Regions from separate parts of the Rattus norvegicus genome. Here region 1 is linked to region 2. Evidence: chromatin contacts called from public Hi-C data. All regions are on one chromosome and are shown on one strand. The core of a region is the stretch at or near the end of the contact, and the rest is flanking DNA. Distances in the headings are between cores, read along the strand shown.

What was found. Hi-C and Micro-C count contacts between places; a contact is called where the count stands out from the background.
Region 1: a contact with region 2 is called in a Hi-C map of the A7r5 cell line, with 6 times the contacts expected there. The contact joins two enhancer-like sites. A contact is called at or near these places in 3 of 12 Hi-C or Micro-C datasets (the A7r5 cell line, the Rat2 cell line and frontal cortex).

Annotation. Positions count from the first base shown.
Region 1 is chr6:76,116,059-76,121,778 of GRCr8, reverse strand. All of the region lies in intron 4 of Akap6 (A-kinase anchoring protein 6), which reads right to left. Among named protein-coding and RNA genes, the nearest start is that of Akap6, 200 kb to the right of the region's middle. Within about 2 kb of position 1,583, at least 9 of the 93 cell types and tissues checked have an H3K27ac peak or open chromatin away from gene starts, as enhancers often do. A contact at or near this core is called in the A7r5 cell line, where this site is marked.
Region 2 is chr6:75,836,200-75,842,152 of GRCr8, reverse strand. No RefSeq gene overlaps it. Among named protein-coding and RNA genes, the nearest start is that of Akap6, 80 kb to the left of the region's middle. Within about 2 kb of position 2,207, at least 28 of the 93 cell types and tissues checked have an H3K27ac peak or open chromatin away from gene starts, as enhancers often do. A contact at or near this core is called in the A7r5 cell line, where this site is marked.

The sequences.
Region 1 (5,720 bases), core at 334-2,833, 280 kb before region 2:
CTGTGTCTTTCACCTGATAGCACTGAGGCTGCATCAGGGAGAGTTTCACACTCCAAGCTTGTGGGTGTGCAGTCTCGCTTTCACACACAGTTAAGGTTGTCTAAGAGAAACTCATCCAGAATCCCATGCAACACAGAGTTAGCCGGGTTGAAGTAAAAAGCCCCAAAGAATGCTGTCCACAGAGCCAAAGGTTCTCACTGCAGTTTTGTTCAATATAATCGATGCCAAGTCTCCAGATTCACAGGGGAATTCATAATAACATGAAGATTAGCATGCGTGTATCTGTACTCTTCGGGATTTCACAAAACAGTCAATGCAACAGTGTGATGAAATACATCATATCTCAAAACTACAAAGGGCACCTAAGCGCAGTGGTTCTCACAGCAATCTCAGCACTCGGGAGGTCAAGCCAGGAGGAGGACCACAAGTCTGAGACAAACTCTCACTACAAAGCAAGTTCGAGACCAGCCTGGGCTACAGAGTTAGACCCTATCTCAAGCAATAGAATCAGAGAAAACCACAGAGCTTTAGTCGTAAACGTTAGGAGGCTTAGCTATCCATAATTAATAAGTGGGGTTATGAATTAAAGCCAACTGCCACTGTGAAGTCATTGGACAGGGTAGTAGCTTTTCTATCTCCCTTCACCAACAACACTGCGTTATCTATACATTTTATTAATCAAATATGATAGAGTATGAAAGGAATGACTACTTATTATCTTTCCCGAAATGCTATAGGTAAGCAAGAGAGGATTTTGCTCAGATTTGTAATTGTCTCCTTCCAAAAATGCCACATGGTAATAAAAAAAAAGGTTATTGTTTTGTGCTTAAAGGAGAAGAGAATAATTCACTGGGGTCCTAAGCATAGCTTTAATTGGATTTTTAAATGTGGGCCAGCAAGATAGCTTGACGGATAAAAGCTGCCGTGTAAACCTGACGGCCTGAAATGTCCCCAGAAACCGTGTCAAAAGCTGGAGATGCTATCAAGCCAGCAACCCCACTGCTCCTATAAGCTGGTGGGTGGGAACTGGGAAAACACTCATGGTCTAGCTAGCCTGGAGTGCACAAGTTAGAAAAAGCAAGAGCCTCCCCTATCCCTCTCCACCTTCCCCCCTCCCCCTTCCCCTCCCCCTTCCCCTCCCCCCACCTTCTCTCCCTCTCTCTCTTTATCCTCTCTCCTCAACTTCCCCTATATCCCTATCTTCGTCTCCTTCTCGCTCTCCTCTCAAAATTAAAACTGTCTTCAAAATGTAAACCTGAATGTTAACTGCATTTTGCTGCTGTAATCATATTGATATCTGGGTTTGTTGCCTAGTCATGGCCTTTCTAAGAAAAAGTACAGAACGTTTTTTGGTTTTTTGTTTTTTGTTTGTTTGTTTTGTTTTTTTGTTTTTGTTTTTGTTTTTGTTTGGTTTTTTTTGTTTTTTTGTTTTTTTTTTTTCAAGAGAACCAGCTGCAGTGCAGAGCATGGCCTCACGGTGGTGCTAAAGCCTCACTGATATTCTGTCAAGGCCCATAGAAAGCTTTGCAGAAACCACAGAAGGCATTGTTGCCACATTCCTCCTGGGAAACCAAGAAAGAATTTGCTTCTAATCTGTGGTTCTTCTCAACCAACCTTGAACAATGACCTTGACATGCTCAACAAATCTATCAGCAGGGTTAATTCGAGGCTGCTTGTCTCTCCTGGCGTTGCTACAATACATTACACTGAAGACTTGTTATTATCCCTAAAGAGACTTCTGTGGGCTTATCTTTAAAAGCATTGTGTTGATTTAGAATTCTCAACTCGGATTATGGCCACAGCGTTGGCATTTAAGATTTACTGCGTAACCTAACTTGATGTGGTCCCTCTGAACCGTTTATTAAATTTTTACTTCTCCCAGCCCCCAAATTTCAACTTGAAATTTGAAACCAGCCTTTTCTCCTCTTTCTTATTGTAAGACAGACGCAGAAACATAATGAATCATCTTCATGGATCCACAGTTCTGTAGTAACATAAGCAGCCTATTGCAAAACCCTTCGAAATTAGCCCTAAAAGATTATTGTCCAATTTAATTGAATATTGCAACTGCTTGAAGAACTTTAATAATTTTTATTATCGTGTGCATATGTGTTGCCATATCACGAGTATAGCAGTCAGAGCAGTTGTGGAGTTGATTCTCTCCATTTTCCTATAGTGGGTCCTGGGGATCAAACTCGGGTCTCTAGGCTTGCACAGCAAGCACCTTTATGAACAGAGCCATCTTGCCAGACCTACTTGAAGAGTTTATAAAGCGATAAACAATAGATCCTGACTTGCTCTGGGGTAAAGTTTGAGACTGGGATGTTTGGAATGACCTCTAGCAGTTCTAATGAGCAGTCACAGCTGAAAATCACCCTGGTTTAGAGGCATGACCCCAGACGAGAGTCAACTCAATGTTTGGAAGCTGCCAATCCTATATGCTTAAAAACCATAGTTAGTCTCCCATTAAAGATTGCAGATTTAAGAAAAAAGATTGCAGATTAGTAACTTGAAGCCAAATCTTTGCCATGAGTATGTTTGTTGGGTCTATTTTAAAACCGCTTGGATCCAAATTTTAGAATTGGGAGCTTTCACATAAAATGTAGGTTTCCTACTTACTTTTAAATCTCTTGTCACACAAAGCCACATTCCTATGCAAATGCCATCTGAAGCAGAGAGGTGTTGTCCTTTAGACGCCTTGTGTGGGCTCCAGTTGAATCAGCCCACTGTCCCTCATTTATACAATCCTACACGGCTCATTTACACCATCCACCTGGTCCCTTAGATCATTGGTTTGCAACCCTAGTCTAGAAGAAGCTCACACTTAACGAAACATTCAATCATTCATTCACTCATTTATGCATTCATTAAACAGATTCATTTCCTAGCTTTGCTGTACAGACGTTTGACATTCAGATTCCCTCTCTGGCCCCTTTTCTTCTAACTTCATAGTGCCCTCCTTCTACCAAGCTGTTCCAACAAGCAGCTACAGCAAGACATAGCTGTAGTAATAACACACCGGTTCATTTTGGAAGCTCCCTGGTGACCCGGACCAGTGGCATGTGAGAAGTAATGTGTCAGACATGCATGTCCACAGAAGAAAACAGGCTGCCTTTCACTTTTTCTTTCTCAGGAGCTAGAGTGAACACAAGGTCCAGAAGAGAAAAGAAGTAGTAATGAGAGAAAAGGTGGAAAGAGAGCAAATGTAGAGACAAGGGGGGGGGCCCTGTGGGAGGAAGAGTGAGTGGTTCTCATGCTCTACCTAACAGGACCAGTGGGGTACTTTCACCATTTGTATGTGAAATGGCCCCCACATGCTCACACACTTGGACATGTGCTCCCCAGCCATTTGCTATTGTGGTCATGGAACTTTTAGGAGGTGATTTGTTGCAGGAAATGAGTTTCTGGGGGTGACCCTGAGGTTGACATAGTTTTACCCATCCAGTTTCCAGTCTAGCCTCTGTTTCCAGTTCTGCTGCAAAGTGGAGAGTCCCAGCCACGTCAGCCTGTCATGAAGCTGTCTGTGGTCATGCCTTCCCTGTCATGATGGACTGTGTCCCTTCTAACTGCATGCACTCCCTTAAGCTACTTCATCAGGTACCTGGTCACAAAGACGGTGAGAGAAGCCAGTTTAAGTCAGAGGAAAATCTGGGTGTGTGGCATCCAGTGAATCATTGTATATGTCACCATATTATATTATGTTATGATATTATGACTTATTCTTGCTCTGAATAAGGAGATGCAACTGTGGTTCATACTATGGGGGTCATATGGGTAGACAGCATGAACAAAACTTGGATTTGACTTGTGCTGAGTGAAATAAATCAGTCACAGGAAAGACATGGCATCATTCTATGCAGATGCCGCTGCCAGCGTACTTAAAATCAGAGGCCAGGGGCTGAGACGAAGGGAGTCATTGTTTAATGGCATAGAATAGTAGTTCTCAACCCATGCACCATGCAGGGTCGAACAACATTTTCACAGGGGTGTATGACCATTAGAAAACATAGGTATTTGCATTATGATTTACTACAGTAGCAAAACTATAGTAATGGAGTAGCAACAGAAATAATTGTGTGACTGGAGGTCACAACAATGTGAGGAAGTGTATTAAAGGGCCAGCCATAGCGTTAAGGTTGAGAACCACTGGCAAGAGTCCTGAAAAGCTGTTTCACAAGAATGTGAATACCCCGCACTAATGAACTGTACACCTCAAATGGTTAAAATGGCAAGCTTTATTATGTCAGTTTTGGTAACCACAATGAAGGAAAAACAGGGAAGAAAGACCACTGTCAGAGTGTGATCATGGAGGTGTCAGCACGTAACCGGAATGAAGTCTGAAAAGACGGGGCCTGTCTGTACCCATTTTACCATGGGAAGATTGTCAAAACCAGTGTCACTTTAATCCGCCCTCCACACTCAACCCAGGCCTTCTCAGCTTCATCTCTGAGCACAAGGACAGCTTCGTTGTGCAGACAGGATGACAATTTCGTCCAACCCAGTTACCAAGAGCAAGGTCTGAACTAAGTCTGTACTGCACTGAATCCAAAATAATTTACGAGCAGCGACATCCCCAGCTGGCAGCAAATTCTTAAACGTGGTGTATATGTCTCTGAGAAGGAAACACAGCAACAGCTGAGCCATTTAACTGTAGCCAGATACCGCCATCTGGTGTTGGGAGACACTTTATCTCTGTGGAGAGATGGGCATGCGTCAGTCAGCTTAGTGTCACTGACTCCGACCGAATGGTGTCGCTTTCCAGGACAGTGTTAGCCAAAAACCCAGAGTGTGAAAGAAGACCCAGTGTGTCACACAAGTCTTATCTGAGGTGGCACCACCCAGTGCTGCATCCCGAAGCCCTCCTAGGCGTTACTCGGCTCTTTCGATAGATCCAAGAATTTCCCACTTTAGACAAGTGGCTGTTTCCCACACAGTCATTATGAAGAGTTCCCAGTGCCCACTTACTAACCCAGAAGTGCTTCTGCGGGCCTGATAAATCGATTTTTATCTATTCATATGATTACAGTCTGAATTCCGTGGCATTTCAGTGTCTCTCACAGATCAAGTCCTGTCTAGCATCTCACTCGGATTCTAGCCCTTAGAGTTAGCAACCATGTGACCTTCAGCCCATTTGATCCTCAGATTCATCATCTGCAGAACGGGACAAGTCTTCAATAGGGTTGTTGTATAAATTACAGGAGGAGACCTACTGCAGAGCCTGGCATCTAATATTTGCTACTCAGAAACGAGTTTCCTCCTTTGGTCCTCAATCAAGGGCAGAGGCCAGGAACTTGGCTCCACTGACAGCCAGAAAGGAAGTACTTCATTCTTTGCAGGCTGCATATTTCCTGTCACAACTCTTCAAGTCTATCGTTATGAGGCAGAACATCCACAGAAAAAAAGCATGACTGTGTTCCCATAAAACATTACTTTACAAACAGCCTAGGCATGTAACCGAGTGGTGGAGTACTAGCTTACTGTGTAAGAGACCCTGGGTTCGATTGCTTAGCCTAGCCCAGCATGTAAGAGGCTCTGGGTTTGATTGCTTAGCCTAGCCTGGCCTGTAAGAGGCCCTAGGTATGACTGTTCAGTAATTCTAAGAAGAAATAGAACAAAATAAAGTAAACCAGTAAACAGAACCACAGTATAAATAAACGGGCTTAGGCAAGACTTGCCCTTTGGGATACGGCTCATGCACTCGTGTTAGTTATGGGTCTAGA
Region 2 (5,953 bases), core at 958-3,457:
ATTTTCCTCTGTCCAACCTTGAGAGTGACGGGATGGGGGTGGGGGTGGGAGTTGGGGGCGACCACAACTCTACCAACTTCTCTGCTTCTCGCCTTTCAGAGCTTACCGATTCCTTTCCAGCAGGTGGCAGAACGCTCACATTGGAAATTCCTAAACCATCCAACATTTTTTATTTATTTTGTCTCTCAGAAGATCCTTGGTATCAGTTCTTTAAAAGCCAGCAGGGCTAAAGGTGTGATTAGCAGGCACATGTCTCTGAATTCAACCACCAAGGTGAAAAACATTTTTTGTAAATGGTTCACGTGTTGGGAAGGATGCTGCAAATTCTAAAACACATTCCACCCCACAATCCTATCTACATGACACTTTGGCTTTCACAGAGAAGCAACAATGGCAGAAATAAGCACAACACAGGGAAAGCCTGGGTGATAAACTGCAAAGGCCCTGTCAATACCCTCTACCCCTTAGACAACCCAGCAGGTAGCTTCTGCATTTAAAAACAGCACTAGCCCCAGTGAAAGCTTTGACTGGTCATCTGTCGCCTGTGTTTGTGAAGGTGTAATTTTAGTCTTTTCCAAGAACAAATCAGTCCATGGATTTGGCATTGCCTCTTTTTAAGGAGAAAAGTTGTGCGGTTGTCAGTTACATGAAAGAAAAACCGTGATTCAGTGTCTCTGTACTGGAATTCATATTTCAAGGCGAAAAGCCATTTCCTAAAACATATTCTAGCTGGATATTTCAGGTATAACACAAGTCAGATGGCTTGCTTTCTAGGACTAAGCATTTCAGTCTGCAGTACCCTGCCCTGAACAAGAAAGCTAATAGAAAATCACCCCATACAACAACAACATCAAAAATCCCACACCTCATAGTTCTTAAAGAAGCCACTGCAACTTAGGAATCGGCTACAACTGTGAGCTTTGTGAGTTGTTGTGAAAAACAATTTGAACTAGAAAAGTAAAACTAACTGGGCTTCTCTGAAACATAAAACAATCATATACACAGCGCCACTCTCAGATCTAAGCAGCTGCGAGTGAGAAAATGAACCCGGGAATGAAGGTCCTAGCATTAAGTATTAAGCAGCCTGAATTTGATTTTTTAGAGTCACACTTCCTCTTCATGTTCCCCTCTCTGCTTTTCAGTTTCAGTCTGGTCTTATCCTCCTCCCCAAATAACAGTGTCCCCAAGATGTCCTGGCTCTGTCCCTTCTCGAATGGTATCCACCTCGAGAGACCGAATGTTTTTTATTGCTGGAAAGAACCTGGCAGGAATCAATGCAGCTGCTTCTATGGGGAATGAAACCTGACCTGAGAAAGAGAGTCCTTAAAGTCACAGCTCAGCACCCCTGGGGTCAGGATTTACCCCATCATCACCATCCTGTCACCTCAAGGTTTGTCATTGTCACCAGTCAAAAGTACCTGGCTTCATCACGCCTTCTTTAGAAAACAGCCCTCTGGTGGACTTTTTACACTTTTTCAGAAGAGACAGACAGGGCAAGCAGGAGACAACATCTTGAACTGTGGGTACTTTCCATTTGAGGAATCCCGCTCTGCCTGTATGTGACTCATGCTTGAAACATGCAAACGCCAAGGTCTACGCTGTGGGCTGTGGCGAGCTGATCCTTGGCAACCGAACAAACTGTGAGCTCTGTGAAGTGGGGTCTGTTGTACTCACACCCATACTCCCTGATTCGTGTCTCCATTGCCACCTTCACCACCACCTCCTTCTTAGTTCCCTGTCTTGCTTGGGTCTAGTCCTTTTAATCAAAACTCTAGAATTAGTAAATATCTATCATCCATGTACACTTTGACAGCCTTTAGGTTATTGTTTGACATCTCTAGAATTTCAATTGAACCACCTTAGGGGGAAAAGACTTTTGCCCCCACAGTAGGCCTCCAATCTGAATGATCAGCTGCAAGACCTTCGTGAGCAAAGCCCTAACCACTCCCCCTGTGCACAGCCAAGTTTTTCGGTCTTTGGGAGAATAGCAAATTGCTCATGAGAACAGCTCTCTCCTCCAGTGGCCTACTGATTCCCTCCTACTCTTTGCCTCTTCTTAGGATATGCATTCTCTTCTAAAGTAATCTAAAACCTAACATCCTGCTGTCTTCTCCTTCCCCAGCTGTAGAGACCTAGAAAACACCACGATGTTGCTCATTTAGATCTGCCTGTGTTGCTCAATGAACACCAAGATGCCTGTTTGCCACGTCCTGCTCCAGCTCACCTCATTAGCTAGAGTCCTGTTTTCACCCTGTAACACACTAGGGGTTGCTGTTGCAATGTCCATGCTCAAGGAGCTTAGATGAGAAGTGACGGAGGCTTCGGAGTCCTGGGAAACATTCTAGCTAGGCCTCTGTCTTCACAAGATCTGTGCAGCACATAATTCCTGGACAAACCTCTCAAACAGTACAACTTAAGAGGGTAGCTGGACATCACCAAGCTGAGTGTTTGAGTGTAAGGCTCACTGGCACAACCACTTACCTTGATAACTGCTGGATGTGCCCACTAATCCTTACTTGCCACCACAAAGTTCTGCTTAGACAACCAAGAGGTAAATACTATCAGGCAGAATTACGCATACCAACTGTACCACAACAGCTGGGAAATACTTGAGTTTGTTCCTGCATTTCACAATCATCTTTCTTGGTATGTGATAGCTAAGACTTTGGGAAGTAATTCTTTATATACAAATAACTACCATCAACCTCTGTCAGCCCCCAGTTTAGCTGCAGCAAAATGCTCACAGATGGCCAGTCCCTGGCTTCAGTCAACTGTGCATCAATCCTGGGCAAATATGGGAGGAAATGGTATACCCTATATCGAAGGTCTTTTCAAATTTCTAGGCAAGTTGTCATGACAAAGGAAGCATTTTGATAAATTGTGGATTTTTATTTATTTATTTATTTTATTTATATGACACTGTAGCTGTTTTCAGACACACTAGAAGAGGGCATCGGATCCCATTACAGATGGTTGTGAGCCATCATGTGGTTGCTGGGAATTGAACTCGGGACTTCTGGAAGAGCAGTCAGTGCTCTTAACCGATGAGCCATCTCTCCAGCCCCAGATTGTGGATTTTTTTAAGGTTTAAAAAAAAATGAGAGAGAGACAGAGAGAGAGAGAGAGGGAGAGAGAGAGAGAGAGAGAGAGAGAGAGAGAGAGAGTGTTGGGGGGAGGTCTGATAACAATTTGTAGAGACCAGTTTCTTCCCCCATGGTTTTAGGTATGGAGCTCAGGTGGTGTGTTGTTTTTGTTTGTGGAGGAGTTGTACAAAAAATTTTAAAATTCATTAATGAAAAAATATCCACCAACTTACCTCCAAGTATGAACAATTAACATTTCCACACAGAGAATGAATCTTTATAACTTTAATTTTCTTCAAAACTTATTTTTAATGATGGTTCTTAAATGTTTTATAATCTCCCTTTTAGCCCACCACCCCACCAGAGGGAGTGGGAAAGAAAGGCTATGAGGGAAGTGGTCTTGCTTAGAAAGGTTCTTTGGTGCAACTCCCAACTGTGTTGTATGGACATCAGCAGTTCAGTTCACAGGTTAGCGGGCAGCAGCAGCTCTATCCACTTACAAACACGTCATGGATACACCAGCAGTCAAATTCAGTAGAGTCGAGTTAGCAACAGCAGTGACACAACCCAGAAGAGACAGCCACGCATCAGACTTGGCTTGAGTCAGCAGAAGGGACCAGAGAGGAATGCCTGGAAAAGAGCTCGGCTGCGCCTCTCTCAGTGAAGAAGAGAAGATCAGTGAAGATGCTAGACCAACAAGCATTGCAAGGCTAGATCTATAAGCAAGCCAAGCTCAGCCCACACCAGTGTCCATCAGCTCCTATTTATACCCTCCAAACATCACCTATCCTCCACAGGTCTTGCCTCCGCACATTCGTCTGTCTCAGTTGACATTACTCAGCCAATCAGCCCAAGTCTGTAGAAATGACAAGAAACTGCAGCATATCACCAGAAGGTTTTTGGTGGATTTCTATCTATGGAGTCCCAACAAACACAGCTCAACTACACAATGTAAAGTGAACCAATACACAAGTGTTGTTAGTAAAGAATTCATCACGTGTCCTTTCACGTGCTTGCTTTAGCAGAACATCCTTTCTCCTGTGTCTGCTTCAGCCAAACGCTCCTTCACGAGTTTGCCTTAGTATTTCATCTGTGTCCACTTCAGCTAAATGTTCCTTCACACATTTGCCCCAGCAAAACAGCATCCGACCAACCTTCCAAAGAACCCTTAAGTTTCCACTTCAGATGTGCCCCAAGAGAAATAAATATGGTATTAATCCAAGATGAAACAATATATCCCATGACTACTGCCCCTCTAGAGCTGTCGCCACCCTTTGTGATATGATATGATTGCTTCTCACAAATGCCAAGCCCCAAATTTGAAGAATCTCAAAGTGACTCAAGAACTCTGATGCAGATGCCATTCCAGGGACAGTCTTCCATGGAATGGTTTCCTTTCTGCCCTGACCTCAGCCCCAAGGACAGAACTCCAGCCATGGTTACATCCTACTTTCTGATAAAATAGAAGGATTTTTGCAAGTACTGAGTTGGCATTTCCACAGAGCTTTACTACAGACAAGGATGAATAGGCCACGTTTATAAAAGCATGCAGAGAAATTTAAGCAAGTAGTTCTCAGTATAATTTCTTCTTTCACATATTCCAGAGATGTACTTTCATCGGTTACTAAGGCTGAGGTTATATAACTGAAACACAGGACAAAAGAGGGTGGGAGCTGTGCCGGGGCATGTACTTAGGAAAGCTGTTGTGCTGGCTAGTTTTATAAAACTTAACACAAGCTAGAGTCATCTAAGAAGGCAAGAGCCTCAGTTGAGAAAAGACCTTTGTAATATAAGGCTGTAAGCAAGCCTAAAGGACTTTTCCTTAATTACTGATTAATGGGGAATGTCCCAGAACATCATAGGTGATATCACCCCTGGGTCTATAGTCCTGGGTTCTATAAGAAAGCAGGCTGAGCGAGCCATGAAGAGAAAGCCATGCCCCCATGGCCTCTGTATCAACCCCTGCCTCCAGATTCCTACCCTGCTTGAGTTCCTGTTTTGACTTTCTTTGATGGTGGGCTGTGATATGGAAGCACAAGCTAAATAAGCCCTTGTCTCCCCGAGTCTCTTTGGTCATGATGTTTCATCACAGAAATAGTAACCCTAAGACAGCTGTACTACAAAAAAAAAATCAACTCTGACTAGCCCTCTGAGTATTCTGCGCAACATCTGGGAAAATCACTACAGTTAACACAATCACACAGCAGAGAGCACACAGACAGTAAGACCATGCATTCCTGCTCTAAGTCCTGATAAAAGGCCAATGAGCATTTTAGCCCTAGAACCCTAAAGCTCTACTCCTTTAAGCAGGAATGCAGAGGCAATGCCTGGTTATAGTTATTCCTGCCTGGAAACCTTCATGTGCAAATGCTGACCGAAAAGTAACAGCAGGAAGCAAATTTCACTTTAATGTTATAGATTTATCTTTTAAATTCTCTGATACTAATTCTTGTAATTTCCTAATTAAAACAGCAAAGAGGCTTATTTCTTCAGTAAATTCATCAGGAATTCTGTGTTTTGCCCCTCAAAGTCTCCTGAAAAGATTAAATTCCATAGCACTACCACCAAATAATGAATTGTTACTTTTAACTGATTTGAGAGTGAAATCTGGGCATCTTTAAAAGTTCCTCCAGCATATAACCAGGATGGGTACATCTAGGTCAGTCAGCAGAACAATATTCATTTATATATGTATGTATGCATTCATACATGCATTATGAATGAATTTATGTATTCTAAGGCAAGCTGGCATATATCTCAGACTGGCCTTGAACCCGGTAAGTAGTTAAAATTGCATCTGTTTTCCTCCTGGAGTGCTAAGATTACAAATGTGCACCACCACCCCTAATTTATTTTATGCTGCTGATTAA